Regions from separate parts of the Mus musculus genome. Here regions 2, 3, 4 and 5 are each linked to region 1. A link is a contact called in public HiCAR-type, HiChIP or PLAC-seq, capture Hi-C and promoter capture Hi-C data. All regions are on one chromosome and are shown on one strand. Each heading gives the region's core, a stretch centred on a gene start, on an enhancer-like site or on the middle of the called end of the contact. The rest is flanking DNA. Distances are from core to core; before and after follow the strand shown. Region 1 holds the start of C2cd4c (C2 calcium-dependent domain containing 4C). Region 2 holds the start of Pwp2 (PWP2 periodic tryptophan protein homolog (yeast)). Region 3 holds the start of Agpat3 (1-acylglycerol-3-phosphate O-acyltransferase 3). Region 4 holds the start of Cstb (cystatin B). Region 5 holds the start of Ilvbl (ilvB (bacterial acetolactate synthase)-like).

Region 1 (6,020 bases), core at 2,381-4,880:
TTCATCCATTCATCCATCCATCCATCCATCCATCCATCCATCCACCCATCCATTCATCCAGCCATCCATTCACTTATCCATCCATTCATCCATCCACCCATCCATCCATCCATTCACTTATCCATCCATCCATCCATCCATCCATCCACCCATCCATCCATTCACTTATCCATCCATCCGTCCATCCATCCATCCATCCATCCATCCATCCACCCACCCATTCAACCACCCATTTCTCCATCTACTAATCCATCCATCCACCCACTCACCCATCTGTTTATCTACCTACCCCACCTTCAGCCCTATCCACACTCCACCTACTCTTCCTCATCCAACCATGTACCAGCTCATCCACTCATCCCACCATGATCCTTTGAGCTCCTCTCATCTACCAGGACTTCTGGTGAGAGTATGCACAGACACCCACGCATGTGAAGCTGGCTTGCCTAGGGACTGGTGAAGGACATGGGGCTGAGGAGTGCTGGAGAGAGCTGCTGGGCTTCTTAAGCACAAGGCCATAAACTTGGTTTCCAGTGAAAAGAACCACTATGGCGGGAAGTGTCCATCGACAGGACAGGATGTCTGAGAACCTGGAAGAGGAAGTGTGGTTAGATTCAGGGACCTGGGTCAAGGAGGTGTCTAGATGAGTTCCACTCACTTATGAGTCCATCCATATCCTTGGCCTCCCCAAGGTCCAGCACCCATCCTCTCTCAAGTCCTGTGTGTGATGCTGCTCTGAACATGTCTGAGTGTAGACTCCAAATCTCATTGTGAAGATTAGGAGATGGGTGCCTGGAGAGCAGGCAACTTGACAAAGGCCTGTTCTTGGTGAGCGGTGGCAAGAATGGCAGAGCTGCCAGACCCTGTCATCTCCCTGATCCCTGAGTCAGCGGAGTCTAGGGTGCCCAGGTGTGATATGAACAGGGCCAAGAAGCCCACATGCTTGGCTCTGCGGGGGTTCTATCTACAGCCCTACCTTTTACACCGTCAACTACTTAACAAATGTTCCAGCCCGAGGAATCTTGGGATGGGTGTAGGAGAGAGATTTCTGAGTTCAAATTCTGGGTTTGTCATTCCTCTGAAGTGTCCATAAGCCCCTTACACAGAGACAGGAGATCCAGCTTCCTGTAGACCTGCCAAGGGCTGCACATGTCTGGAAGTGAATAGGCTATGGAGGAGCGGCAGTCAGGTCCCTATGCCCACAGCCCACCATTCTGAGTGTCCTTGCTAAAGCTGTGTGTGGTCACAGGGTTGGCCCTTGAGTCTTAATTCTATAGTATTGCATTGAATTTTATGTGTATGAGTGTTTTGCTCATGTGTATATCTGCACACCAGGTAGGTGCTAGAAACTGAACCTAGATCCTCTGAGAGCAAAGTTCTCTTAAGCACGGAGCCATTTCTTTAGCCTCAGATAGGAGCAGAAAGCCTCACAGACCTCTGAGAAATACCCCTCCCACTGGCCTGGGGGCAAAGGTCACACAGCAGGAGGTGGCACGACTCAGGACTGCAGGAAGAAGCCAGATCGATATACCTCCTATTCTTGGATCTCTCTGCAACAAGAGCTGAGCCCAAGTCCTGGATAGGAGGGGTTTGGCCACGTCTGCCTCTGCCAATGACTCTGCTTAGCTCAGAAAGCGGCAGACGGCTTTGTTGACTGAGGCTCCTCCTGTTTGCCATCTGCCAGCTAGAAGGGCCAGGCTTCCTCGCCGCAGGGTGGGGTCTACAGGGGCCAAGAGGGTGGGTTTGGGGACCCACTTCCAGATACCTTTCCCCATGGGCCTTCATTTCCTCTCTTTCTTTTCTTTCTTTCTTTCTTTCTTTCTTTCTTTCTTTCTTTCTTTCTTTCTTTCTTTCTTTCTTTCTCTCTCTCTCTCTCTCTCTCTCTCTCTCTCTCTCTCTCTCTCTCTCTTCCTTCCTTCCTTCCTTCCTTCCTTCCTTCCTTCCTTCCTTCCTTTCTCTCTCTCTCTCTCTTTCTTTCTTTTTTTTGAGACAGGGTTTTCTCTGTGTAGCCCTGGCTGTCCTGGAACTCACTCTGTAGACCAGGCTGGCCTCGAACTCAGAAATCTGCCTGCCTCTGCCTCCCAAGTGCTGGGATTAAAGGTGTGCGCCACCACTGCCAGAGGGCCTTCATTTCTAAGCTTCCAGGTACATCAGTGCAGGAGCCAGCAGTTGTGCTCAGGTATGGGAGCCAGCCTTTGGGGTCCTTTGCTGCTTGAGTTATGGGAGCCAGGCTCTGGGGTGAGTCAGGACACCCTTGGCTAAGATGCTTGCTCACCTATAGAGGCTCAGAGGTTGGGAGACTTACCTGCCATCACACAGAGGGAAGTATGGTCAGCCACAGGATTGAAGCGCCAGTAGAGCAAGCCCAAGGCACCTGGTTCCTGGGGGCTGTGATCCTGTAGCTAACCTTAGGTTGAGCCTGGCCTTACCCTGCTAGGTCTCTTTTGCCATGGCTGATGGATGGCAGTTTCTTCCATTGCCCTCTAGATTTCCTGTTACAAGATTTTTGTTTGTTTTGTTTTTGTTTGGTTTGAGACAGTCTCACTATGTAACCTTGGCTGTCCTGGAACTTGCTATGTAGACCTGGCTAGACTCACATAGAGATCTGCCTGCCTCTGCTCCCCTCCCCCTCCAAATGCTGGAATTAAAGGTGTGTGTCACCACTCCAGGACTGTTATAGCTTTGTCATGGAGAGCCACACACCTATATTGTCATTCGCCGGTGTGTTGTTCCATGGCTACCTGTTTCATTGGTCACTAGGATAGCCATCAGACTGTTCCCAGCATCTGGGTCATTTGGCCATAGATGGGTACCAGATAAATGTAGGCCCATGGAAGGTGTATTACACCAAGTACCTGATGCTGAGCTGTGGAAACCCAGCCAACAGTGACCAGGCCTTTCTCTGGGTGGGTTGTTCTCCTAGAGTGAAATTGTCACCTCATCTACAAACGCTGAGGATGACTGACTCCCTGCTGGGTGGCCATGGGAACCAGAGATGGAGAAGGTCATGTAGAGGCTGATTGGGACTCAGTTCCCAATTCCAATCATTAGAGTTATTATTATTGGTTGAAGACCAGCTGGCTAGTGAAGGGATCTGTTGTGTTCCCCAGAGCTGAGAGGAGAGGCTGGGACTAGAAGTGGTACAGCTAGACTCAGCTGGATTCAGTGACACAAGCCCCGCCCCTCAGCTCCCCTTCCAGACTCTATGTATTCCATTCAGTCTAGCATCAGGAGGCTTAGATCAGTAGTCTGGGTCTTGCCCAGGACCACAGGCTATACAAGTTGGTATCACCCCTCACCCCTCACAGAACTCTTTCTCTGTACCAGGAGGCAATGCCCCATCCACCCTGTACCAGGCAGGTGGTTCAGTGCTACCAACCCTGCCCCTGGCTGGAACAATGTAGTCCAGACACTCCTGCCAGCTCCGCCCCTTCTTCAGGCTCCACCCTATTTACCAGTAGCTCCGCCTCCCCCCTCCTCAGCTTGAACCAGGAGACTGTCTCCTAGGCCCAGCTCCGCATGCAGACCCGCCCTATTTATATTAGGAGCCCTGCCCCCGATTCCCCGCCAGTTCGGGAGGCCCCGCCCCTCGCGGATTGCGAGGACGCGGGCGCGCGGCCGCAATCGGAGGAATACGGCTTGGTGGGCGGTTTCCCGCGCCGAGAGGAGAGCTGGCCACTGCGCTACCGCCTCGCTCGCAGCTGCGCCGGGCTGTAGCCTAGCTCCGCGTTCCGGAGTCGCCGCAGCCCGTGGGGCAGGTGAGCCCAGCGCGCTCCGCGCTACCCATACCCGGCGCACAGGGAGTCGGGGGCGCGGTCAGTTCGCTGCACCGGGCCCAGGGCTGTCGCCGCCTCCCCCAACGCACAGCGCAGCAGCTGAGTGAAGCCACAGGTGGGTGGCAGCTGGGGGCGGGGCCGGGATGCTCAGGCCTGTGGTTCCCTGGGGGGACCCCGATCCCCTGAGGTGGTGGTGGGTGGGTGCGCAGGATACAGGCCGGGCCCAGCTCGCGTGGGAGACTGACCCTGCTCAGGGCGCCCCAAGTGCTCAGCGTGATCCTACACTACGCTGGCTTCAACCCTAACAGGTGGTGACCCCTGAACCAGGTGTCAAGCCCATGGGGCCCTGGCGGATGACTCCCATGTACAGTACCACCCCCTGACATCCCTGACAGTCAGTTGACAGCTGGGCATAAATGCCAACTTCTTGATAACCCTAAGGTGACCCCTTAACACAAGTCCGACCCTTTGACAGCCCTGACAGGTGACATTTGAGCACAAGTGTCACTTCTGACTCCTATTTCTTTCCTCAGACTCCTGGTCTCTTGCCTGTCGCCCTCATGAGAAAAACCAACATGTGGTTCTTGGAACGACTTCGGGGGTCTGGGGAGAACGGAGCCAGCCGCGGTGAGGCTGGGGACAAGTCTTCCAAGGGTCCCTTGTATAGCAACGTGCTGACTCCGGACAAGATCCCCGACTTCTTCATCCCGCCCAAGCTGCCCTCTGGCCCCACAGAGGCTGAGGGACAGGCGGACCTGGGCCCCTCCACCTCAGAGCAAAACCTGGCTTCACCTGGGCCCCGTCGAGCACCTCGCAGTCCCCGGCTGCCGGCCAAGTTGGCCTCAGAGAGCAGGAGCCTGCTGAAGGCAGCCACACGACATGTGATTCAGATAGAGAGTGCGGAGGACTGGACAGCCGAGGAAGCCACCAACGCTGACCCCCAGGCGCAGGGTGCCATGTCATTGCCCTCTGTGCCCAAGGCTCAGACATCCTATGGCTTTGCCACACTGGCCGAGAGCCCCCACACCAGGCGCAAGGAGTCCCTTTTCCACAGTGAGCACGGGGCCCTGGCCCAGGTCGGATCCCCTGGTGCTGGCCGCCGGCGAGCAGGGGCCAAGGGCAATGGAGGTGATGGGGGATCCCGGGAGGTTGGGGGGGCCCTGATGAGCCCTAGCCGCTACTTCAGTGGCGGGGAAAGTGACACAGGGTCCTCTGCTGAGTCGTCCCCCTTCGGGTCCCCTCTGCTGTCTCGCTCTGTATCGCTGCTCAAGGGCTTCGCCCAGGACAGCCAGGCCAAAGTGAGCCAGCTGAAACAGTCGGTAGGTCGCCATGGCTCCCTGTCTGCGGATGATAGCACACCAGACACCAGCCCAGGTGTCCGTCGCCGCTTGTCCCGCAGGGCTACCCCGGAGCCAGGCCCGGAGTCTGGCCAGGCACCACGTGGAGAGCACACAGTGAAGATGGGCACCAGGGGCAGCGTGAGGCTGCTGGCCGAGTACGAGGCTGCTCAGGCCCGCCTGCGTGTGCGCCTGCTGGCGGCCGAGGGCCTGTATGACCGGCCCTGTGATGCCCGGAGCATCAATTGCTGCGTGGGGCTGTGCCTGGTGCCCGGGAAGCTGCAGAAGCAGCGGAGCACCATCATCAAAAACAGCCGCCACCCCATCTTCAACGAGGACTTCTTCTTTGATGGCCTGGGGCCAGCCAGTGTGCGTAAGCTGGCCCTCAGGATCAAGGTGGTCAATAAGGGTAGCAGCCTCAAGCGGGACACACTCCTGGGGGAGGAGGAATTGCCACTGACCTCCCTGTTGCCCTTTCTGTGAGGTCATTGGTTCCTCCCTTCTATACTTAGCTCAGCTGAGCCGGGTGAGGGTGGGCGGGGCCTCTTGCCCCGCTTTCCCTGGGTCTCTTAGTGGAGTGCGCTTAGGAGATGGGCTGCTGGGGCAAATATTGCTGACTGGAACCCCTTCCCCCTCCACCTTGGCCCATCCACATAGAGTTGTGGGGTTCGTAGCAGTCCCAGGATCCTGGTACCTAAGGCAGCTGGGACCCAGAACAGAGTTTCCTGAGTGTGGAACTTGTCCCCCGCCCCCCGCCCCCCCCCCCCCCCCCCGCTTGGCTGCACGCGGGTGTTTTTCCCGCACGGCCCGGTTGCTCAGATGCTCCGATAACTTCTTTGAGACTTCCCCCAGTCTGTGGGAAGTCATCCTCCCTGGCCAGGCTGGCTCCAGGTAGGCCTAACCTCCC
Region 2 (6,020 bases), core at 1,026-3,525, 1.4 Mb after region 1:
GTCCTACACGCCAGAGCCCCTGGTTATGGTTTTATAGTAACAGCTTTGGGGCCGTGGGGTGGGGTGGGAGGGAACATAACCCCTTCTGTGCCTTGGGATGCCCAGCAGATCACAAGATCCATCTGTAGAAGCCACGTGAAAGGTACTGCAGAGAAGACCAGAGAGGAGGGAAGTGTGGTGTGGAGATGGCTTAGGCTAAAAGTTCTGGATCCCCGACTCCCCTAATGTTGATTGAATAACATATGCACTTGGAATTAAATCTATATTTATTATAATTGTTGGATGTGGGGGTAAAATGTTTTCTCTCACTTTAAAGTCTGCTCATGTATTGTAGCTGTATAATCGACATCTTTTGCACCTTAAGTCTTGGAACTGAAGATGCTCCATCTGGAGTGAAGATGAGAGGGGCCTCTCTTGTGCTCTGATCAGTCGTAAAGGACTCAGGGCCTGGAGGACCTCAGCTGGGCCACTGGGTTGCAGTCATACCGCACCAACGGGTTCATTTACTTTTGGTTGTAAATTTGATTGTACATATTGTTGATTTATTATTTTTAAGAGTACAGACTAACTGATGTAATGTTTGTGTATAAGTTGCACCAAAAATCAAGGACAAAATAAATGTGTGTTTGTTTTTACTGGTGTGGAAGTCATAGATTGTAAATAGATGCTGTATGTATTAAACGTTCTCAGTCCTCCAAAGTGATGTATTTTTGTATATAGGAGATAGAGTGCTCTGGGCTTATTGGCGTGGTGTCTGTGAGTGGGACCTGAGGTAGAAAGCTGGGAGAGGAGGGAGCCCTCTTCAGGAGTCGCTGCCCCCTGGGGACCATGTTTGGGCCCAGAGTCAGGGGCACAGAGAGAACCAGGAGAACCAAGCCAACACTTTCAGTATTCAGTGTATTTGCTTTTTTTTTTTTTTAAGATTTGTTTATTTATTATATGTAAGTACACTGTCGCTGTCTTCAGACACTCCAGAAGAGGGCATCAGATCCCATTACGGATGGTTGTGAGCCACCATGTGGTTGCTGGGATTTGAACTCAGGACCTTCAGAAGAGTACTCAGTGCTCTTAACTGCTAAGCCATCTCTCCAGCCCCAGGGTATTTGCTTTTAACTCAGCCAGTAAATAAAGGATAGTACGACGCCCACAACACACCACCACCAAGTGGTTTTCATTTGCAGGAATTGGAGGAATGCTTAAAGAAAATAAACACTGGGGCTGGAGAGATGGCTCAGTGGTTAAGAGCATTGGCTGCTCTACCAGAGGTCCTGAGTTCAAATCCCAGCAACCACATGGTGGCTCATAACCATATGTAATGGGATCTGATGCCCTCTTCTAGTGTGTCTGAAGACAGTGGCAGTGTACTCACATAAACCTTAAAAAAAAAAAAAACAAAAAAAAAACAAACATTTATTTAAAACCCTCTGAAAACCTATTTTATGTGCAGTTTAAAACTAATAAACTTGGGGAGCTGGGTATGCAAATTAGAACTTGGTACTTACTGAATGTCTACAGCCCTCTGAACTCTGTTTTCGGTAAACCTTTGACAGTTGGCCTGCAGATGTCAAGTCCATGTGTGGGGAGGTCTTTGAGACTTGATCCTGGCAGAAAAGCTTCCACCCGGCACTGCTAGCCTCCCGCATCCGTGTGTAGTCCTTTAGAGTGGAGTCTGGCTCTTGAGTTCACCGCCCACCCCCTGAGTTTCATATTTCTGAGTTCTCTACGGTTTTCTAATTATATATATTAAGAATAAAACAAAGGGGAGATCTAAAATGTTGGTAGTTCTGTTATTTCTCATGAAGACACCTTTCTCTGTAAGAGAGTTGGCAGCTCTTGTTCTCTGGGATGGGGTCTAGGAAAGGTGACGGCCGCACCTTGACACTGCAGGCGTTGGTTCCATTTTCACAGTGTTCTGTAACATAATGTCAGAGTAAGGCCGCTGTACTAAGATCGTTTAAAGTGTAAGCATTAAAATTCTAAAAATACACGTTTTAAGAAGAAACTCCGTTTGAACTTGGGTTTTTGTTTTTGTTTTGCACGGTTACAGGCGAGTGTGTGACGATTTGCTCGCTTTCTCAGCTCCGGACTGGGCTCTGCATGGAGACCTAGAACTTAGCTCCATTCTCCACCGTCCTAGCGGTCTCAGCTAGTTCACCGCTACGCAGCGCCTGCGTAGAGGCAGGGTGGTGGCGGGAGTGGGGGTGAGGGAGGGACGGGCGGGGCTTCCCAGGACACTAGGGTTGCGGCTCCGCCCCGGAAGTGCGCGTTTTAAGCGCCGGAGATTGTTTGTATTCCGGAAGTGGTTGCAGTACGGTACCCCACGTGTGGTTCCAGGATGAAATTCGCTTACCGGGTGAGCGGCGGGCCGGGCAGGGGCAACGGGAGGGCGATGGAAGGTTCCGAGGACGCGGGAGAGACCGAGGTCGTTGTCATCTCGGCTGCCTGTGGGAAGCACTAGTGGGTCGACCCATCGCAATCTATTGCTCCTGGTTTATACCAGGAGCTCCGGGCTCCTACCCAACAGGTCTCGGGCTGTACCCAGCCCTGTCCAAACTCCTCTTGCCAGACAACACAGCAATAGCTGCTGAAAGGCTCTTAACAACAAACTTCAAGCAACACCCAGCTCTCTACAGGGCCGCCAGTTCTTGGAGCAGTCTCGACAGCGCTCCTCTGCTGATCATACCTCTTAGGAGCCTAGCTCTGCCTGGTGTTATCTCGTTGCATAGCTGCCCACCTACACCCCAGATCGACTCCTGCCTTAGTTAGCCCAGGCAATCCCAGTAAGCAACTACCCTACTGCTCTGCTGGGCTTTGCAGTGTTTGGACATCTGTCCAATTGCCTATGTGCCGTTTCTATGTGGACATAGAACACAAGGCTCGGGTCTCTACACCCAGCTGTGTCTGCTGGATGGAGATGCTTGCCTTTGATAACTGAATGGATACACCGGGGCACTGATACTTAGCACGGTGGGCGTGGTGAGCATCTCCTGCAGCCCTGTTCACTGAAGCAGCTTCTCTTAGAATGGAGATCCTGTGCCCTTCTGTGCCTGGCAAATGCTTCCTGTCTTGGGAGTATAGTACCATTCAAGGGAACCCTGGGCTCCTGAGAATTAAGTTGGGTTCCTCCTCTGCCCAGGGGCAGGACACACCTATGGTCAGGTACTTTACTACCTATGCCCAGATGCCTCTCATCACCATTTCAGAGAGCTGACGCTGTGTTCTCTGTGTTAAAACTGATTCATTTCCTTTGCAGTTCTCGAATTTGTTGGGTACGGTTTATCGGTGTGGAAACTTAAATTTCACACATGATGGAAATTCTGTTATCAGCCCCGTGGGAAATAGAGTCACTGTGTTTGACCTTAAGAAGTAAGTATGGGGAGACAATGTTAGCAGGGACGTTATCCTCCGTGTGAAGGCTAGCCATCCTCTTTGTGGCTTGCAGGACTACTGGATTTAGGAGGACACAGGTCATGGTAGAGTTGCCTGCTGAGGTCCTCGTTTTTCATTCTAGTATCTAGAACACCAGCATTACTCTTAAAGGGAAAGGAAAAGTCATGTGCCTTTTGGCTGTTGGCTAGCAAGTAGGGGTGGTGGCAGATAGGAAGGTTATCTCAAAAGGTGAGCACTTACTGTGGGGGGAGGGGCGGCTCTAAGGGCCCCAGGACAGGTGGTTTGGAGAGTTCAGGCTGTCTTGGGTCCTTGCTCAACAGCCCTGATGGTTCCCACCTTCCCTGCTGAGATTAGGCTTAGCTTTGCTTGTCCCAACAAATGTGCTGTGGCTCCTTTTCTGACTAGGAATGACTCAGCACTTGACTGTCTGAACGTCTGTAGGCTGATCCCCTCTAGCCTGGGCAAGACCCTCCAGTTCTTCTGGCCACTGTGCTCCCATTAGCTTCAGTTAGCTGGCTAGTCCTAGACCTCCGTTACCAGACACTGTAGGCTGGGCCAGCAGTATAACCTACTGTGCCTGCTGTCGATGGATTACTGGGTCTAGTCAGGTCTTCTGTGTCACTGTCTCTTTAAATAACATCTCAGGGTCTCAGAAGTAATGAGAACCTGTTTGTTAAAGAAGACTCAGACCAAAAAAAACAAAACAAACAAACTAGGTTCTAATTGCGACACCTATAATGGTGCCTCCAGCTCAGTCAAACCCTGCTTTCTTCTCCTTCTATCCACTTCTGAATTTAAGAACATACAGCCTTTGCAAGTGTGCTACCCTTAACTCGAAAAGGTCAATACCAAGACGACCCAGGAGGGCAAGGAACGAGCTGTAGCCTAAGGGGCCCTACAGCAGGAGAACCAGCTGCTAGTCCATCTCTGGCCCTGCCCTCCCTATCCGAGTGTCCGAAACCAACTGTGGGCTGGGTTTTTTGTGTTTCTTAGCAACAGATCCAACACATTGCCTCTGGCCACCAAATACAACATCAAGTGCGTGGGGCTGTCCCCAGATGGTCGCCTCGCAATCATCGTTGATGAAGGTAATCAATGTTGGTGTGGGCAGGCACTGGGGTGGCCCTGCACCCTCTGGGCTGTGAAGCAAGGGCATCGCCTAGGGTCAAGTTCAGCTTCATAGCACAGGTTCCAGCAACCCACGTCCTAGGGTGGACAGGCAAGCTGCATCTGGGGTCCGGTGGCTGTGTCTGGGGTTCGGTGGCTGTGTCTGGGGTTGGGAGGCCACAGTGTCACTCTGGCCTCTTGCAGGGGGTGCTGCTCTGCTGGTCAGCTTGGTGTGCAGGTCGGTGCTCCACCACTTCCACTTCAAGGGCTCCGTGCACAGCGTCTCCTTCTCTCCCGATGGCAGGTAAGAGCATCTGTCGAATGCAGGGCACCCACCGGTCTCTGGCCAGCTATTTGTTGGTCCCCAGTATCACATGTGACCCCGTTTCTCCTGCAGAAAATTCGTTGTCACAAAGGGCAACATTGCGCAAATGTACCACGCCCCCGGAAAGAAGCGAGAGTTCAATGCGTTTGTTCTGGACAAAACCTATTTCGGGCCCTATGATGAGACCACATGCATCGACTGGACAGATGACTCCAAGTGAGACTGGGGAGGGCACCCTTGGCCGTCTGTCCCTGGAGAATGCGGTCTTCTTCCATAAGTTGTGGCTGAGTTTTTAAGTGCGCCATGAGCCCATTGTAGTTTGGTCCAGCCTCTAATGGCAGGACTGAGCTCTGCTCTTAAGTAAGGTCTGTAGTGTTTTCCTTCTCCCGTTTACCACTGGAAACTTCCTAATGGGATGCAGATCTTAATAGAAATAAGAATTTCCACTCAGGAACACACAGGCCAGCTATGTTATCCAGAGCTGCTGCTGCTGCTGAGGCCTGTCTTGGGCCTGACTCACCATCTAACTGTCCTTACCCTGGAGGCATCTGTTTGTTTCTGGCTTGTCTTGGGATCTGAACCCTGTCTCATGGGGAGAGGTTGGTGGTAGTCAGAGGACCTCCCTCATTCCTGTACCCTGGCCAGGCGTCCAGCAAGCACAGAGCCAAACCCATAATGTCAGTGCCCTGCCATTGCACGGTGCCTTTGACAGCAGCAAGCCCGTCCCATGCACCTGACTGTGTGGTTAAGAGAAAGCCCTAGAATCTCAGGTTGCATCCAGGGTAGAAGGAATTAGATGCCATACCCAGAAAGACTCACAGGCATAGGCTCGAGTTGTCCTCTAAGTCCCTTACAGGGCATCAGTGGTCTCTTGACGTCCCTCCAGAGGGAAGCCGTGAGTGGCCACAAGGGTAGCGGCCCCATCATGTGCCCTAAGCAGGTGTCTCTATTCCAGGTGCTTTGTGGTTGGAAGCAAAGACATGTCCACCTGGGTGTTTGGAGCTGAGCGCTGGGACAACCTCATCTACTATGCACTGAGTGGACACAAGGATGCCATTGTGGCCTGCTTCTTCGAGTCCAACAGCCTAGATGTACGTCCCTTACCTGTACTTCCCTGCCCGGCTGTCTGAGCCTTCGTGAGGCTAGCCTAGGGGTTCTTTCAGGACTAGCGGACTAGCCCTGGCCCCTGCCTCGGTGG
Region 3 (6,020 bases), core at 2,493-4,992, 1.3 Mb after region 1:
AGACAAAGGCCAGACCACATAAAAGTATAACTGTGAAGGATAATCTGCTTTTCCTAGGGTAAGGGTGCCTGGGCCCCAGTCTGTTTCCAGTTTTTATTCAAGTCCAGGCATAGGAAAGTTGGGGTCTGAACAGAGTCCCTGTTTTGAAAGAGAAAGGAATTGGGTTTGTGAGATTCCTGTCCATTCTGAGCCTGGCAGATTTCTCTGTGACCCATTCCTTTGGTAGGGGTAGGCTGTCTATATATCTTTGGAAATTATGAAAGTCAGGATACTGAAGAAATGTTGAAGTGCCTGCTTCAGAGGTGACTGGAGTTTCTCCATTTTGAATCCAATTGATTGCCAAGACTGAAAGTCTCTCAATCTCTCTCTCTCTCTCTCTCTCTCTCTCTCTCTCTCTCTCTCTCTCTCTCTCTCTCTCTCTTTTCCTTTTTCAAGAAAGGGTTTCTCTGTGTAGCCCTGGCAGTCCCAGAACTCACTCTATGATCAAGCTGGCCTCGAACTCAAGAGATTCTCCTGCCTCTGCCTCCCAAGTGCTGGGGTCAAAGGCGTGTGCCACTAACCTGGAGACTTGTGTTATTAAAAAGTCACGGATATGACTTTGGCCATGTATTCCCAACTCATATTATTTGAAAGTGTTTCTTTGAGATAAGTTCTCCCTCACTCTGTAGTAGACTGTTCTCAAACTTGAAGCAATCCCCCTGCCTCACCCTCTTTAGTACTGGGATTGAAGACCTGGGCCACCTTAGTGCCTGACACATTTAAAAGCTTTCTAAGGAACCCTCTTTGTTTCTTTTTCTCTGTCTGTCCCTGACTCTGTCTCTGTCTCTCCCTCCCTGCCCCTTTTCTTTTTGAGACAGGGGATAATCCATCTCCTAGTGGCTAGTGCTAAGTTTTTGTCTCTGTGTAGCCTTGGCTGTCCTGCAACTTGCTCTGTAGTCCAGACTGGTCTCAAACTCACCTCAAATTCAGACTGGCCTCAAACTCACCTACCTCTTTGTCCTGAATGTTGGAGGAGGACCAGGTGGGATCACAGGCTTAGAAGATCAAAACATAGGCCAAAAGGGTCCAAGAAATCCTTTCTGAGCTAGCTAGAACAGATGGGAGTTGCCTGTGTATTTACTGTAAACAGAATCTATAATCTCCATTGTGAAATCCACTAAGTTATGGGGTCACTGATGGGAAAGGAGTTTGATTAAACCCAAACGTTATACTTCAGCCTTAAGTGTTATTTTAACCCTTTTGTTTGAAATACTTGAAAAGGAGTCTTGTACAGTTTTAGTGGGAGAGGATGTGTTTTTGTGCCCAGTCCTGCTGTGACTTGATATGTCAGGGTGGGTTGGCACCCACCTCTTCTTAGAGAAGGGGAGGGGGTGGGCGGAAGAACTGTATGAGGAAGGACTGGGAGGAGGGGGGCTGCCATTGGGATGTAAATTAGTGTGTGTGTGGGGGGGGAGGGAAGGAGCCTTGGCTCAATGTAGGTAATCTTTATAGCAAAGTCTGCTGAGATGCAGCTTTCAGCTCATAAACATCAACCCCTCTGGATAAGGGGTTGTTCTCCCTTCCCATGCTTAAACTTTCCCCATTTCTCTTTTCTGTCAGCTCAGCCTCTGCCTTCCAGACAGCTTGGCTGAGTCATGCAGCCTCTTCAACTCTTCTGTAGCCACCCTGTCACCTGTTAAAGGAGTCTAGTGGTGTGATGAGTTATTAAAGTTAGTAATTAAGATCGTGTTGGAGTGAAAGAACCTGTTTGCTGGTGGTCACAGCAGCTTATGTAGTTGAAGAGAGCTGGGGATTTATTACTCAGTAAATTGTGACATTATGGGAAGGCACATACTTTCCTGTCTGTTACTGCCCTAGAACAGGAGATCCTGCCCAGAACAGAAGCTTTTACAGGTAGGCAGCTCGCCCTGTGGTATATGGCCTAAGTCGTTTTCAAGTGAACTTGGAAAATAGGGCTTGGATCCCAAGGCCTGAGCAGGCAAGAGGCCACACAGGTTTCAAGTGGTGTGCAGATGGCCTGGTCCTGATGCAGCATCTGAGCCTGCACAGTCCTTCTTGGCCTGTTTTAGGATCAGTCCCTTGCCTGGTGAGGGAAGGAGACTCAGGTGGCTGTTGGTCCTCAGATCCGATGACTCACTATGGACGGAACAGGCTTCTTAGAGAAGAGGGTCCTGACCTTCTTCTGACCCAAGGCTGACCCTAGGAAGACCCTGGACTAGGTTAATTGAGGTTTCCTCCTGGATTGGTTGTGGATACAATGTTGCTAGTCAGTTGCCAACTATAAATAAATCAAAGGGTACAGCACGTGGGAGTGAAAAGCGATCCTGGTGCCTTACCAGGCACTGGGGACAATCCTACAGGATTCCAGGATGGGATCCTTACTTGGGGGCAGGATGGGGTGTGTGTTGGGAGTGGGGTCCAGGAGGATAAGGGAAATGGGGTCTAATTAATTGGCGGGGAACCCCCAAATTTCCAGGCGTCCCCAGGAGGACTCAGAAGGAAGGGGAGTCTAACCTGAGCCATCAAAACATCCTGGGTCTCAAGGGGACCTCCGGGACTGGGAAGGGGTCTAGGCTGAGGCTCAGAATGATTTCAGGAGGCTGAACGGAGGCAAATCCAGGCTGGGCCTAGGAATATTCCAGTTCTTGGGGGAGGCAACCCAGGAGGACTCCAGGGAACCATCGGGGGTCCAAGTACGGCCCAGGAACACCCCGAAGAACTTCAGGGGGACAAGGGGATCCAGGCTGGGCCCAGGAACACCGCAGTACCCCAGAAGGACTTCAGTGGGCTAAAAGAGGGGATTCAAGCTGGGCCCAGGAACACCCCAGTGGGACTCCGGAGGACCGCAGGCAGCTGAAAGGGAGTCGGACTGGGTCTAGGAACATCCCGCTGGCCAGGGAGGGTGGAGGCTGCTCCCGCGGGGCGCGCCTCGCGTCCCCTCCCCCGCTTGCTGTCCGTTGGCCGAGGCGGTCGCCGCTGCGCCGCGGGCCGCGACTCCTCCCCCGCGCGTCGGTCCGCGCGTGTCCCCGCGTCCCCGCGCCTGGCGTCCCGCGCCGGCGGAACTGTGGGATCGCCGCGCACAGGAAGTGGCGGCGGCGCCGAGGCGGAGGGCGGCGATGGGGGCCCGGGGCGGCGGGCGCCGCACTCGCTGAGGCCCCGACGCAGGGCCGGGCCGGGCCCAGGCCGCGCGCGCCCGACGCGAGAACCGCGACCAGCAGGTGGAGTGCAGGTGAGCCGCGCCGAGCCCGGCCGAGCCGCCGGAGGTCGTCCCCCGCCCGCGGTCGCCGGGCCCCGCCGCAGTGGCCGGCTGCGCTCCGCGGGGCGCGCGGCCTGGAGAGCGCGGCGCCTGGAGGCTCCGGGTCCCGCCCGGCCCCTGTGCGGCCTGCCCGGCCCGCCGGTGCTGTGCGGGGTGCGCGGCGGCCTGGGGATGCGGGCGATCGGGTAGAGATGGGGATGCGGGGCCCGACGAGAGGGCCTGGGCGGCCTTGGGGCCCCTCTCCGGGGGGAACCTTGCTCGGCTCCCGGCTCCTCGCTCTGGGGGAGCCCCCCATGCCTGATTTCGGGGCCCTGTGGGCTAGTTTCACTTTTTTGCTTGCTCAACGCGGAGGGAGGGCTGCAGGTGGGACGCCCTGGAGGAAGGTGCGAGGGCTCGGTTGTTGTTGTTTTTTTTTTTTCTTGACTTTGGCGTTTGAGACCAAAGGCCGACTGTGAATTTCCACGTTTCACTCAGGCGCTGGGGTCATTCAGTAACCAGAGCCTCTGGAGGAAAACACCTGTCCACGGTGGGCCTGGAGCCCCGGAGCAGTTGACCCCAGGTACCTACGACAGGAGGATTGTGAACACTTAAGCTGGGTGGAAAATATATTCAGGTTTCCTTTTTAACTTCGAGAGAAGTTTAGGGGCACAGGGAAATGATTTTAGAAATGGCCTTTCAAACCTAACTTTTTAAAGCAGTGTGGAAAGTCTTCTCTAAGAGAATACTTAAGAGACTGGGTTCTTCTTCCTGGGAAACGAGAAGGCTACTTGGATTTGAGACAGATTGGAATGACTCGTCCAGAGCCAAGATCTTGGATTCTGGGATTGGACACAGGGTGCCGGTTGGGGGTGCTGGGTTGGTGGCTGTTGGAACTGAGTGGAAGCAGCTCTTTCTGCTTCGATGACATTGGGAAATGGACTGTGCCCCTTTCAAAGGGGTCTCTGTGCACTTTGATCACTCCCTTACTGTCCCTTCCCCTTATTAGGTAAGCAGGACTCCTTCCAACTTTAGGATTTAGCCTATAAGATTGATTCCTAGTATCACACTCTGTGCTTTGTAATTACGTTGTTTCCAAAGGCAGTTACATGCAATGGCTTTGCCAGCCTCTCTTTGGTCTTGGTGGCATGTGCTCCTCAGCATGGCTATGTTCAGCAGGTGGATGTCAGCTGGATGTCTGACCTAACTCAGTCTGGACCTACTGGAGGCCTTGTGTGTGGCCCCCACCTGCTCTTATCTGTACAGCAGCAGGGCAGAAGGTCTAGGTCTTAGAAGTTGCCTGTGGAATTGGTGGGAAGTGGGTTAAATACAGTGTCTCCTAGGGAAGGAAGATGGGAGGGATGCTGGAAATGAAGGGAGGTCTCTGTCTCACCCTAAGCTGCTCCCAGATAACAGGCCCAGCACCTGGGAAGGACAGTGCCTGTGTGTTCTAGGGGACTGGGGAAACTGAACAGAAAGTAACTGATCTACTTCAGAAGTTACAAAAGGAGCATCTACTGCAGTAGAGGAGTTGTTTACTTCTTTTCTGGGGCATATAGCTGCGACTCTGTGCTAACAGACTCTGAAACACACTGGGGTCTGAGGAGCAAGGCTAGCCACTTGTCCTGGATTATGTCACAAATCTCCACAGCCAGAATTTAAATGAAGAGCAAAGGGACTCTGATTTCCTCCAGCCCAGTCAGGGTAGTAAAAATCTGTATACATCTGTCTCTGGCCCACTTGGAGGCAGGTAGGGCATAGTAAGATCTTTGTATAGTATGGGATGAGCAAAGATGGAAGTTTATTGTTGTTTCAGGAGTTAGAATGGCATCGTTAATCCAAGCTCACTCCTAACAAGTTGGTGCTGGTTAACTGGTCCAGCCTCTCAGAGGATGGAGCTGGTACCAACTGTGTGTGTTCCCTTCTCCGACGGCTTTGCAGTGTCACTGCTTTTTCAGATCCAGTGCTGGACCCTTGGCATCCCCTACTCTCTCTCTTGCCAGAGCAATGGCTGCTTTCCCTGCATTCCTTGTGTGTACCCCACACTACTTTCCCTTCTCTCAAACGCTGACAGACTCTGAACCACATTTTGGCCTTTGCATACCTCTGTGATGTTTCCCATCTCATTCTGTGGGTGGCGAGGTTTGAACAGCTTGTCTCTGGGTGTGACCGGCCACATTAGGCCAGCGGCATCTTGCTGACTCGTCTGACATGAGCCCCGTAGCTGCTTAGTCTTCTCATTAAGAAGTTTCTGCTGCTCTAGGGCTGGGCTGAGTTCTGTCAAACATTTACTTAGGGACTCGGACTCCATGGGGGTTTGTCCTCATCCATTAACCGAAGAGCACTGGGACCATATAAATGATTTTCCCCTGATTTGTAAAGTGAGTAACTGGACAATGGGTCACTCCTAGAACGACCTCATAGTGACTGCAGGGTTAATTTGAGCGTATTAACCTCACGATGCTTTGTTTCAGGCGGTTGCAATAGCGGTTCTTCTTTGGACAGTCTTGCTGCTTTGTTTAGAGTCCGGCATGTTCTGATCTTGTTTGTCAGCCAAAGTCCAGCAGTGTACACTTGTCACCTGGGCATATCTGTACTTAGTTGTAGGGATGGAGAGACAGGCTGATGAGGTACGTGGGTCTTGCTGTACCTGTGACTGGCTACTGGACTAGTTGGGTGCCTTGCCATGGCTACCTCTCTTCCTCACATGTGGATGGGAGACACACAGGCAGGATATGTTTTAGATGTTAGTAGGGGTGAGTGGAGGCACACTTAAGTCTTTCAGGTT
Region 4 (6,020 bases), core at 2,282-4,781, 1.2 Mb after region 1:
GTTTTGTTTTTTGGTTTTGGTTTGGTTTTTTGTTTGTTTTGATTTTTGAGACAGGCTTTCTCTGTACACAGACGGCTTTGGCCGTCTTGAAATTCTCTTAGACCAGGCTAGACTCAAATTCAGAGATCCACCTGCCTCTGCCTCTGTCTCTCAGCCTCGCTACCACCGCCTGACCACTATGCATGTTTTCACTGTCTGCTGTCTTTGGTGCTGGGGATCCAATCATGGCGACTGCTCAGCAGGCATCTCTGAGTTACAGGCTTGTTCTTGAGGCCCTGTGTGGCACAGGAGGCTGAGCCCACTATTCACTGCACCACCAACTCCCCAGCTCTGGGAGCTCACCGGAGACCCCTCACTGTCCTTATCACCAGGGTTCAAAAGTCTGTCTGCAGACAGTCTCGAGGTGCCTTGAAGGTGACTGCAGTTCAGCAGACCTCAGTACTGTGTTTGCAACATGACTCTGAACTCAAGAATGTCACCTCTCTTCATCTAGCACTGACCTTCCTAAGGGAAGCAGGTTCGGGAAGGCCGACTGGTCAGGACGAACACAAAGGTCCAGGTTGTGCTCTGAGGAGACTGAGCCATGGGAACCAATAGCCATGGCTGGGATGAGCAATGTTGGAAGGGTGGATGCTAGGTCCTGACTCTCCCACCTAGGTGCTATGACTCAGCGAACAAGGTCACTCCCCTGCCCTAGATCAGAAAGACTTTCCCAGGCTTGCTCAGGTCATGTCTATCACAGAAGGGACTCTACCCACTGGGTCACTTCAGCTATGAATTGTTGGGATGACCCATCCTCACACGTGTTGTATCAATTGGCTATGGAGGTGTGTTCCTGTATTCTCAATTGTTACTTGCTGTGTTGGCAGCGCCAGGATATGTAAATCGGGCTTCCTCACCTGCCCAAAAAGAAAAAAAACCGCAAACTGCCTTGGTGGAAGTCACGCGATCCCCAGTCTGGCCAATGGGCAACAGGGCGGAGCGTAGTCTAGCTGCTGATTGGCTCAGATTGGATGATGAATAAAGAGCTTGTGGCTGAAGCTCCACGTCTTCATGTCTTTATTCTTAAACCTAAAGCGAGATCCCCCAAAAGCCCCCACAATAATGAATCACTGTGTTTTTGCGATGCTGGGCATTACACCAGAGCCTGATACCAGTTTATGAACGGTTCAGTGGCTAAAGACACTTGCTGTCATTCCTCATGACCTGAGTTCAATCCCAGGAAGCAATATGGTGGAAGGAGAGACTCACCTCCAGCAGGTTGTCCTCGGACCTCCAATGTGCACCGCGGCATGAACGTATATGCTCATGAGCATATCCGCCCGTAAATAAATGTAGAAGTAAAATAAACACATCACTTGCCTTTTCTTGGTATAGCTACATTATAACTGTGATTTGTTTGTTTGGAGACAGGGTTTCTCCGTGTAGCCCTGGGTGTCCTGGAACTCACTCAGTAGACCGACCAGTCTGGCCTTAACCTCCTGAGTACTGGGATTAAAGGCATGAGCCACCACTGCCTGGTGTGACTGTGATTTTTCAAACAAAGGGGAAAAAAATTAAAACTAAGGACACAATTCATATAGTCTCTAAAAATATATATTTAGAGAGATCATATACAGTTTTCTGAAAATAATTATTTGGAAGGATGCAAAATACAACGCAGTTTGAGAATCACAACAGAAGCTGCTCAACTCCCTTCTCTCCATCACCGAGGGGGGTTTTACTACGTGGTCCCAAACACAGGTGCAAAGGAGCCCCGAATCAGAAGTAGGAGAGCTCATCGTGCCTTTCTTTGTTGGTCTGATAGGAAGACAGGGTCAAAGGCTTGTTTTCATGGGGGAGGGGTTGAAACACCCTCAAGTGCACGCATTTATCTCCACCAACATCAACCTGGAGGAAGACAGACAGACAGACATGTGAGTGAAAGGTAAGGTTCCAGTTCCAGGCTTAACCCAGCCTTAGAAACTGAGCCAGAACAGGCCACCAGCCACTAACTTAGCCAGTGATAACCCTTGTCTCCTCCTTTAAGGCCGGGAACCCTAACACCCCAAATTCATCCTCTCAGAACATGTACATGTCCCCTTAAGGGGTTCTCTGCAGGAAGTTGCAGGACACTCTGCTCTACTCTGAGACTATGTCCCCAGTTCATGCCAAGCTACTATCAGTACCCACCTTGATGAAGAGGTTGGTGCCAGCCACTATCTGTCTCTTGAAGGATATGGCTTTAAAGACATCAAACTTCTGATTTTCTTTCGATTCAAGCTGGGACTTCACCTGGATGGTGGGTGAGAAGGAAGGACTTAGATTCATGCACAGGTGCCCCCACACACACACACTGCCAGCCTTCAATACTCCTCATTCCGGGGGACATGGTAAACTGTTGGCCCCACTGATAAAGAACAACACAGCTCCTTTTTTTTGGGGGGGGGGGGGACAGGGTCTCACTATGTAGCTATGGCTGGCATGGAACTAAGCAAACTGGGCTGGCTTCAAATTCAGAGAGACTCGCCTGTCTCTGCCTCCTGAGTGCTGATGTGGCACGTGGCCAAGGTTCCCTTGCCTGGCCAGTGTGTCTGTAACATTTCCTCATTTCTAGGGTCTCATGGAGCTGACTCACTCCTTCTTGGCCACTTCAGTCAGAGCAAACACCTCCCAAGATCAGCTAGGCTTAGTGGACAGGGTCCTGGGCTTGGGGCGTGGCAGGAGAGCTGAAGAGAGGATTTGTTTAACTTTTCTTCTCTTGCTAATACCCTGAACCTCCCCCTACCTTGTACTGAATCTCTGCTCTGCTAACAGTCACAGGAAGGGCAGCCCAGGCCCAAGGTCCACCCCCTCGTTTCAGACTAGGCACAAGCAAGTTCTACAACTTCTGGTTTTGATCCTTTTTTTTTTCCCTGAGGGGCGGTGTTGGTGATGGTGGTGGTGGTATCAGTTGAATTCCTGCCACTGAGCTAAACAGTCCTAGCTCTTTCTTTTGAGGAGACAAGCACAGTAGCCCAGTCTGGCTTTCTCTTGTTTAGGCCTGGGTGTAAGTCAAAAAGGTGCCGTCTAGGTTCTAACAGCTGCCTTCCTGAATTCTCTGGGACCACCGGATCCCTCCACCGATCCCGGGGCTAGTTCCCTAATAGGTGAGTGGCCCTCTTGTATGCAAGCGGCAGAAGACTCGCCCCAGTTCCCGGCCCTGAATCTTCCAACCAGATCCAGAGCCCCCAGCTCCCAGTCACACTTGTGGCCGCCCCGGAAACCCGCTGCAGGACCTGACCAGTCTGGGCAGGCCGGTCCCTGAGGCCGCCGGGTCTCCGCAGGCCTGGCTCAGACTGGCCTGACCTGGGCCCAGCCTCACCTGGTCGGCGACCTCCTGCGTCTCGGCCGTGGCTGGCATTGTGGCAGATGGCGCGCCACACATCATCTTGGCAGCAGTAGTCGGGGTAGCACGGAGAAGCTGAAGACAGATCCAACTAGGAGACCTGGGTGCCTGGACCCTAGAAAAACCTGGCTTGGCTCCGCCCCCCCGGACCCGTAGCACGTGACAGAGCGACGGGGCGGGGCGCCGCACCCTCTCGCTCGCTCTCTTTACTGTCACCACCCTCCGTTCCAGGCAGAGTCAGGAGACCCAGGCTGGGCGTGGGCGGAGGGTGAGGCATGGTGGGTGCTTCACGTCCTTTCCCTGAACGGACGCTAAGAAGGGTTTGGAGGCTGGGAGTCCTGATTGCCCCTCAATGGTCGTGAAGTGATTGTAGGAGTATCTCTGACCCGGCTTAGGGGCTTCCGGGTCCTCACAGGATGCAGAGATGTGAGAAGGGGTCCTAGTCTTTCCATGGAGTAGGTGGACACGAAGTACAGCCCTGGACATCTCAATTTCCCCTTGTCCTGTGACTATTAAGTGGGGGTCTTGATGGGTCCCTATCCCTCCTTCCATAGAGTGGATACAGAAATAGATGATTGAGGACCTAGAAGTCTCAGATCCCTGTTCCTTGACCCCTGGCCCCATCCTTTCCTCCCCTCCCCAACGTGGACTTAGTTTTTGGGTCCGGATAACCCCATGAAATAAGAGCTTATCTGGGAATTCCATTCTTTTTGAATGACATGGCCTTGTCAGGCGGTAGGCGGGGCTTGGGGATCCCAGCCCCAGCCCCACAGAGCTGGGTAGGTGGTCTATTCTGGGTGAGACTCTATTCTCACACACCCAACACAGGCTGGGAACCATGAGGACCCCGGATATGCCCTCTGTCAGTGCTCTTACTTGAGTGACCTTCAAACCCGAGTTTCCGTTTGCAAAACTGTCACAGTTGGATAGCAGGACATGATGGTATACACCTGCAATCCTGGCACTTGAGAGGCTAAGCTAACCTGACTATGCAGTGAGACCTTGGCTTAAAAAAAATAATTTGGGGGTGCAGAGGTAGCTCATGGTAAGGGGCTTGCCACGGAAGTGCGACAGCCTGAATTTGATATTTGGAACCCAGTCAAAGAGCCAAGTGAGGGGCTGGAGAGATGGCTCAGCAGTTAAGAAAACTGGCTGCTCTTCCAGAGGACCTGAGTTCAATTCTCAGCTCCCACATACTAGCTCACAACTCCAGTTCCATGGGATCCTATTTCTCCACCCCCTGGCCTCAATGGGCACTAGGGATGCAAGTGGTGCCCAGACATACATGGAGACTTGTGGTGGTGGCAGTCAACCCAAACTAAAACAGAAGTTAGTACCAGACACTGGAGTATTGCTGGGATTAGGCCTGGCCATGCTTTTGTTTGGAGGAATGTGGATTTTGGGTTAGAAAAGCAATTGATCACTTAATAGTTCATAGGGCCATAGTAGTAGGAATATGGAAGACAGTGGTGATGAAGGTGATGTGAGCTTTGGGGGTCTGGTTCAAGAGGTTTCAGAGGACAAAACTATTTGTATGTGGCCTACAGACTGTTCTCGAGCTTTGGCTAAGAACGTGGTTGCTTTTTTGCTCTTGTCTAAAAAGTCTTCGTGAGGCTAAATTTAAGTCTTTGGGATTAGTTGAGCTGGCAGAGGAAATTTCAAAATGGCCCAGTATCGACTCTCTTGTGTGGTTGTTAGTGGTCACTCTTATGAAGATCTATAATGAAAAGGAGCAAGCTGAGGAAGTAAAAAATACAAAATGTACAGAAAAGGGGGCACCAGGAAGTGGAAAGGAGCTAAATCCTGTTTTTTAAGGAGTTAAACAGGTAACAGAAAAGCCAAATGTTTACATAAAGGGAATGGTGACTTCAGGGCAAGAGTCTGCCCAGCTAAGCTTTCAGCCTGTGAAAAGGAATTAAAAGAAAGTTTAGAGCCAGGTGTGGCGGTGCATGCCTTTAATCCCAGCAGTTGTGTGAAGCCAGTTTTGTCTTCAGATCAAGTTTCAGGACAACCAAGCTCAGGCAGTGAAGGAAAGCAGGGGGTCAGTTCCCAGCCTCAGCAAGCAGCAGAACTTGGCAGCTTCGGTCACATGGTTCTGGCTTTAGAGGCAAGGATAGAAGACAGGGGTTATGGAATCTCCCTCTGAGGTCAAGGGAAGCTGCTGAGGCCAGGTATTGTCATGGGTGGAGGCCTATAGAGGCCATCACGTGAAGCTATGAAGCCTGGATTGCCTTGGAGAAACCAAGATATTGGAGATACCAGAGCCGAGGGATAGCTGTTGAGGAAAGCTGCTAACAGGGAGTGGAGCCAGCCCAGGAGAGAGAGGAATGCTGCAGCCAACACAGCTGAAAGAGTTGGAAATCTGAAGAGCACTTTGGCGTCAGACTTGGAGATGCAGAGCTTGGACTTTGCCCAGCTGGTTTTAGTCTTGCTTTGGTCCAGTATTCCCTTCCTGTGCTTGCCTTTATCCCTTTTGGAATGGTGATGGATATCCTGTGCTATTATATGTTGGAAGTATGTGATCTGCTTTCTGATTTTGATTTTTGCAGGGACTTACAGTTGAGAGATTGCATGAGTCTCAGAAGAGACTCTAAACTTTGGATTTTAAAAAAGTTTGATGGGGGTGGGGGGCTGGAGAGACGGCTCAGTGGTT
Region 5 (6,020 bases), core at 1,783-4,282, 1.0 Mb after region 1:
TGAAAGAGAATTTTCAAGTTCCAGAACAGTCTGGGCTACACAGAATCTGGGCCGGAATTTTTTGGGCAAGGCCACAAAACAAAATCCCTTTGCTTGATCTGGCACTCAAAACAATTCTTGCACACCAGAGCATAAGAACCTGAATATCTTGTCCACTGATGTCACCTCCTGCCTATTCTGCTATCTAGCACATAGATCTGGCCACTAAATATTTGAGAGGGAAGGGGCAAGAAAAAGGAAAGGGAGAAGCTAGAGATAACTAGGTGGCAGAGATGGAGGAAAAGAAGAAGGAAAAGGAAGACAGGGAAATCTCTCAAGCTCTATGCCTGCCCATCTCCTCTTTCTGATCATAAGGGCCATGCCTTGCTTTGCTGGACCTACCAAGTTCCCTCCTGCCTCAGGACCTTTGCACATGAGTTACTTTCCCAGGAAAACTTTCCCTAGAGCTGGCTCCTCCAAGCCCATGTGAACTCAGTGAATGAGACAAAGAAAGAGGGATACATTTAGGAAGACGACCACAAAAGAGGCAAAAGAAGGAAGAAAGCTATAGTGGGGATAGCAGGACTCACCAGACAACCACACGGCCCATGAGGCTATTGGGCAACTTGGTTGGTATCATCTCCTTCTCAACCATGAAGTAAGGATATAGTACATCAAGAGGCAGCTCCACAAACACTGGACCTGCAGGGTAGGGAGGTTCAGTCTATGGCACCTGTTGCAGCAACCCCCAAGCTTCAGGGCTTGATTACTGTCCAGCTCCCTCCTCCACCTACCTGGGGTGCCTGACTGGGCAGCAGCTATTGCAGTCCTCAGGGTAGGTACAATGTCCCGTACCCTTCGCACAGAAGCACAAAACTTGCAGAGTGGCCTGAACAGAGACATCTGATCAATGGCCTGAAGTGCGCCCCGTTTCTGGCAGAGAAGGCAAGGGACAGTTATCAGATAAGCTTGAGAAGCCGTCTTGGGGACCCCACCTACCCTTAAGGACTAGGCACCTGCAGCAGGGTGCTGGCAGCTCCACCCAAAAGCAGGACTGGGGACTGTGCCACTTGTGCATTCTTCACTGCAGTCACAGTGTTGGTGAGGCCAGGACCGGCTGTCACTGCTGCCACACCCACTGTCCCTGAAAGAAAGAGCTGGTGACAACCATGCCATCCTCCCAAACATCGTCCTACCCCAAACCCCCTGCCTCTCATTCACAGGGGCCATGTCACTGTCCTGCTAGTCCCTGGTCCTTACCAGTCAGGCGGGCCACAGCATCAGCAGCAAAGACAGCAGTGACCTCGTGGCGTGTGTCTACCACTCGGATACCCAGCTTCTCACAGGCCACCAGCAGTGGGGAAATGTGCCCACCGACCAATGTGAAGACAAAGCGTACACCATGGGCTCGGAGCACAGCTGCGACACTCTCTCCACCATGCCGGATGCTTGTCTTGTCCACCTGGGTCAAAGGAGATGAGGAACAAGACAGTCAGAGGCCAGCCCAGGAGCAGGTACAAGAACAGGCAGGGGTAAGGTCAGAAGACAGACGAACTTAGATTCTGGTTAGAGACATACCACTTTAAATCCAATTCAGAGAAGGGTACACTGACTTAGCAAATTTATTGTTCTCTTTGTCCTACAGCTAAAAATGCCAAGACTTGCCCAAGTGATAGACTCCAACAGAAGAAATGTTCTTTTTGAAACTGTACTGAGGATTGAACCCTGGGCATAGATAGTGTTAGACAAGCACTCTAACCACTGAGCTATATCATCAGCTTTTACTAGGACAAGGTCTCACGAGGCTTTGAACTCCTTATGTAGCTTAGGCAGGGCTTGAATTTGTGACCATCTCTCCCCAGCCTACCAAGTAGCAGACTGAGATAAAGCCTATGTTCTTAAGTGGCTCTGGAGATTATAATGCCTGCTCCAGAGATACTGGGCCAGTTGAGAAGAAAGGAGATAGAGGTTAAATCTACAGAGAATCCAGGAGAGCCTGGCAAGAGGCAGAAGGCCCCTGGCTTAGATGTGTGCCTGCTTCCTAGTATCCCTGCAGGGCCTGGCACTTGGAGTGCTAACTCCATCCAGCCTATTGCCTCCCTCTGCTAGTGAGGCACAGGTCCAGCTGACATGCTGCCAGCAGCCATATGCCTAGCACGGAAGTGACTCCTGGCACAGACTACCCTGAGCATCCAAGCCTCAGTAGCTTCACGATCCCTACATACTTCAAGGTCAGTGGCACTGTCCCTGTCTAGAAGAAAAGGGACTGGGTAAGGGCAAGAATTTCTCAGAATGGAACAAGTGGTTTATAAGTATGACTTGTGGGGTCAGCTTTTCCCAAATCTGTCATCTAGAGAAAATACTAAACTTCTCTGTAGATCATTTGCCTCTTGTGGGCACAAGGACAGAAATTATAGCACTTACTTTGGTGAAGATGGTACGAAATATGCTAAGACAGTTCCTCAGAAGGGCTTACTATCAGAGCCCATTCCCTCCCCTGCCTACCTTCAGCCCACCAATCTCACTATGTTTAAAAGGCCTGCTCTGTTAAAATGACTCAGGCCCCTGGGTATGGAGGTAGGCGGAGAATGTGTGCTGTCCAGACAACGACAATTTCCCCATTATCTCGTACTAGTTACAAAGTCCAGGCCCATATACAGTTTGGCAAAGGGACAGAGCTCTGTAAAGAATCTCCCAACCAGCCACTTCTAGACTAGCTGGGACTCGCTTTCCACACCTGCACAGTGGATGAGCTGGAGAAACACCTTTAGTGCCTTCCTCCTACCCCTAGCCCTCCTTCTACCCTAAGCACCTTGTGCATCAGCTGATAGAAGAGCCCCAGTCTGTGAGCGACGCCCAGCACGGCAGCCACCAGCGTCCCAAACGCCAGGAGCAGGAAGGAGGGGAAGAAGCCTCCCGCAGATGCAGCGGCCGCAGAAGTTTCCATGAGGCAGAACCTAAGTAAGAAAGCACAGAGCCAGAATCTTAGTACTATAATCTAATCCGGAAGCAGGATCGTCCGCCGGACCTGGGCCACACCTCCCCGACCTGCCAGGCCACGCCCACAGACGCATCTAGACTGGACTTAAAGCCACGCCCCAGTGAGGCTAAGTCCGCCCCCTGACGTCACCACCTTCAAACTAAAAGTAGGCCACAGCAGGTCAAGGCGATCGCAGTAGCACCGAAACAAGGTTGAAATTCCTACTTACCTATCTGTTAACGAGCCCATGCAGAACCCACCCTCCTCAACGCTGGACTGGGGCTCAGCGGAGAGCCCGCCTCGCGCTTACATCATTGAGTCGTAAGGCCACACCCCCATCGGATCGCGCAGCCTAGGGTACGCTCCCCCACCCTCCCCACACACACCAGACTCTTGACCTTTGGCCTTCAGCCGAGGTCACTTTTCAATAGGATGCGCCTTCAGCTCCACTACATAGAACTCCCTTCCACCCATCCCCAAACAAGGCCCTATGACCTTTGCCTATAGGAAAGGTCCCTGACTGCAGTGGAACTCTGCCGCTTCTGGGTCACGTGACTGGGGAGTGTGGAGTGGTGCCCCTTTTGCCCACTTGGCTCTGCAGCGCCCCGTAGTTCAACGAGACGCGCGTGCGCCAAACTGGAGTCTCGCTGAAAAAGCTATCCGAAAGAGACGTTTATCATTGGTCGCTTCTCTCTCTCGCCTCTAATTGGCTAACATTACACCGCGCCTTCCACACCCGCGAGAACCATCTCGCGGCACGTTCCACGGGCGTGGACTGTGACACACCCCCCACCCGAGCTCCCCAGAACCCGCATTCCCGACCGCAACATATGCAAGCCCCTCCCCTTCCTGGACCACTGTGAGGCTTTGCAGGATGTTTAGAGAACTCCCTAGTGTTTGGTGCCAGGCCGGTTCAGTCATTTTCCAGGTTTCCAGCATCTGGGGACCTTTTACAAACTCCGATCTGTCTTACAAATCCCTTTCTCCAATTTATGTCTTTTTCTTTGACTGGCTTTTAATCAGGACCATCTGTGTAACCAAGAGTTTTGAGCTATTTGTTGAAGCCTGAACAATGGATATTTAACAATGTAAACCAGTGTAATAGTATGTGCTTTTATTCCCACCATTCCGAGTTCAAGACCAGGCTCTTCTCCATAGTGAGTTCCAGGACAAGCAGGAGTGCATAGAGACCAACCAAAAATCACAATCGCTTCAGCTGTGTCATGTCCACAAGATAGCATTCCACAGCCTTTCTCCCCATCTTTTGGCTCTTATATTCTTTCCACTTCCTCTTCCTTGGTGTTCCCTGACCTTTGCAAGCCATGGTATAAATGCCCTGTTTAAAGCTGATCGTTCAGCCATCCCTTCTCAGCAACTATGGTCTCTGATTAAGTTCTGTGATGGAACATTTGCCTAGCACAGGCAAAGCCATGGGTACCCACAAAAACCTACTCAACTATTTTTAGCCAAACTACCGTATGAATTATTTATGCTTACTGGCTGTGAGCATGCCTCCAATTTCGTCTTGAATCAAACAAGGTAGGCTTTTCCCTGCCATTCCATAAGAGTTGTTTTGGGAGAGTGCAGGGGCTGGACCTAGATTCTCTACCCATTTATAGCAGATGTGCAGCTTGGTCTTCTTGTGAGTCTCCTAACAATTGGAGCAGGGGCTGGCTGTCTCTGACTCTGCCTGCCATTGGATCCCCTTCCCCCAGCTGGTCTGCCTAGTCGGGATTCTGTGGGAGAGACCATGCTTAGTCCTATAATGACTTGATGTCCCAGGCTGGGCTGGTACCCAAGGGAAGCTTCCCCTTCTCTAAGGAGGAGAGGAGGGGATGGGGGGGGGGGGGACTTGTGAGGGTGGGACTAGGGGCAGGGCTTCAACCTCGATGTAACGTGAATAAATAAAAATTAAGAAAAGAATTGTTTTGGATTACTCCATCTATCTCCAAATTGGCCCTACTCCCTTCTGTCTCCTAACTCCATTCTCTTTCTAGGAGCAGTACAGGGAGCCACTCCTCCCCGGCCCTATTAGTGAGAGCCCTTAATTAAAAGGATCAACCACATACTTCCTGAAAGGGGCTTTTAGGTTCAATTACATTTCCAGGGCCAATAAAAAGATAGTATTTGGGCTGGTGATGTAGTTAGTGGCGAAGCCCTTACTTCTTATTTATAAGGTCCTGGATTCTATCCTCAGTAACAGAGAGATTGAGACAGAGACAGAAACACACAGACACCAAGAGACGGACAGAGACAAAGAATGAACTAGTTACTCTGTGTCAGCACACAGCCTTTCCTGGCACATTTCTTCACTTAATTCATTTAACCCTAAAGAAGAGGCTGTCAGACTTGTTACTTAGTATCTTCTTGGGGGTCCTTAGTCCCATTAATAAAATGAGTCAGAAAGAATCCCAAAGACATTTTTATTAAGAGTTTGGGAGAAAAAAATAGTAGGGGCAAGCTGAAAATCCTGCCAGAGGAAATGAAGAAGGAGTCTTGTCCTTTAAGTTAGTCATGGAGGTCAGAGAAACAGTGAGGAGGCCCAGAGTGTCAGGCACATGCTTAGGAGTGCTAGGCCATGAAGTTGAGCTCAGATAGCATATAATCCCGGGCTTTTATGTCCTGGGGCAAAATAACTATTCCAGGGACTTTTAACTAGAAATAGAAATAGAGGCAGATTATTAACAAAGGAAAAACACTCCCAAAGGTGGAAGTGGGACAGAGAGCTGAGGAAAGAGCCCTCGAAGGATCAGACTGAAGAAATATGGCCCTGTGTAGCCCCTGCCTCTCCATTCACTGTTACTTAGGCTTTACTCAAGAATGTTTCTGTTTGTTAAAAACCCAGGTAAGTAAAGGCTTCCTGTCTGTCTCCTTCTTCCTTCTCCATTTTCACAAGCGTGTGTGTGTGTGTGTGTGTGTGTGTGTGTGTGTGTGTGACGCATGTGTGGATGCACATGCATGTGGTACACTGTTGAGGTCCAGAATCATCCCCCATTGTTCTTTAGTCACTGAGGCAGGTTCTCTCAGTCAAACCCGGAGCTCATCGATACAGCTGGTTCTC

Evidence for each region. Promoter capture Hi-C pulls out the DNA fragments that hold promoters and counts their contacts. HiCAR-type assays count read pairs that join an accessible place to other places. HiChIP or PLAC-seq counts read pairs in DNA pulled down with a chosen protein or histone mark. Capture Hi-C pulls out chosen DNA fragments and counts their contacts.
Region 2: a contact with region 1 is called in a HiCAR-type map of astrocytes, with 4 times the contacts expected there. The contact joins the promoter of Pwp2 here to the promoter of C2cd4c in region 1. A contact is called at or near these places in 1 of 39 promoter capture datasets (hippocampal neurons) and 2 of 115 datasets of contacts at active chromatin or transcription factors (astrocytes and embryonic stem cells).
Region 3: a promoter capture Hi-C map of hippocampal neurons shows a contact between it and region 1, with 4 times the contacts expected there. The contact joins the promoter of Agpat3 here to the promoter of C2cd4c in region 1. A contact is called at or near these places in 2 of 39 promoter capture datasets (cranial neural crest and hippocampal neurons).
Region 4: a contact with region 1 is called in a capture Hi-C map of embryonic stem cells, with 4 times the contacts expected there. The contact joins the promoter of Cstb here to the promoter of C2cd4c in region 1. A contact is called at or near these places in 2 of 39 promoter capture datasets (hippocampal neurons and neural stem cells), 5 of 115 datasets of contacts at active chromatin or transcription factors (embryonic hindbrain, embryonic stem cells, fetal liver and 2 more) and 1 of 9 other capture datasets (embryonic stem cells).
Region 5: an H3K27ac HiChIP or PLAC-seq map of extraembryonic endoderm stem cells shows a contact between it and region 1, with 8 times the contacts expected there. The contact joins the promoter of Ilvbl here to the promoter of C2cd4c in region 1. A contact is called at or near these places in 4 of 39 promoter capture datasets (embryonic stem cells, hippocampal neurons and stem cell-derived epiblast-like cells) and 8 of 115 datasets of contacts at active chromatin or transcription factors (astrocytes, embryonic forebrain, embryonic stem cells and 2 more).

Annotation. Positions count from the first base shown.
Region 1 is chr10:79,611,628-79,617,647 of GRCm38.p6, reverse strand. C2cd4c (C2 calcium-dependent domain containing 4C) reads left to right here and starts at 3,630. Exons shown (of 2, transcript NM_198614.3): 1 at 3,630-3,891; 2 at 4,310-6,020. The coding sequence starts at 4,337. The coding sequence ends at 5,596.
Region 2 is chr10:78,181,404-78,187,423 of GRCm38.p6, reverse strand. It overlaps Pwp2 (PWP2 periodic tryptophan protein homolog (yeast)), which reads left to right and starts at 2,275. Exons shown (of 21, transcript NM_029546.2): 1 at 2,275-2,353; 2 at 3,254-3,366; 3 at 4,384-4,478; 4 at 4,702-4,801; 5 at 4,895-5,038; 6 at 5,778-5,913. The coding sequence starts at 2,336. Trappc10 (trafficking protein particle complex 10) reads left to right here. Exons shown (of 23, transcript NM_001081055.2): 23 at 1-2,002.
Region 3 is chr10:78,349,422-78,355,441 of GRCm38.p6, reverse strand. It overlaps Agpat3 (1-acylglycerol-3-phosphate O-acyltransferase 3), which reads left to right and starts at 3,742. Exons shown (of 10, transcript NM_053014.3): 1 at 3,742-3,815. It overlaps Gm40709 (a long non-coding RNA gene), which reads right to left and starts at 2,959. Exons shown (of 3, transcript XR_871856.3): 1 at 2,515-2,959; 2 at 1,835-2,278.
Region 4 is chr10:78,423,181-78,429,200 of GRCm38.p6, reverse strand. It overlaps Cstb (cystatin B), which reads right to left and starts at 3,531. Exons shown (of 3, transcript NM_007793.3): 1 at 3,344-3,531; 2 at 2,173-2,274; 3 at 1,579-1,890. The coding sequence starts at 3,409. The coding sequence ends at 1,762.
Region 5 is chr10:78,572,003-78,578,022 of GRCm38.p6, reverse strand. It overlaps Ilvbl (ilvB (bacterial acetolactate synthase)-like), which reads right to left and starts at 3,032. Exons shown (of 15, transcript NM_001359302.1): 1 at 2,792-3,032; 2 at 1,240-1,441; 3 at 996-1,123; 4 at 774-912; 5 at 570-681. The coding sequence starts at 2,926.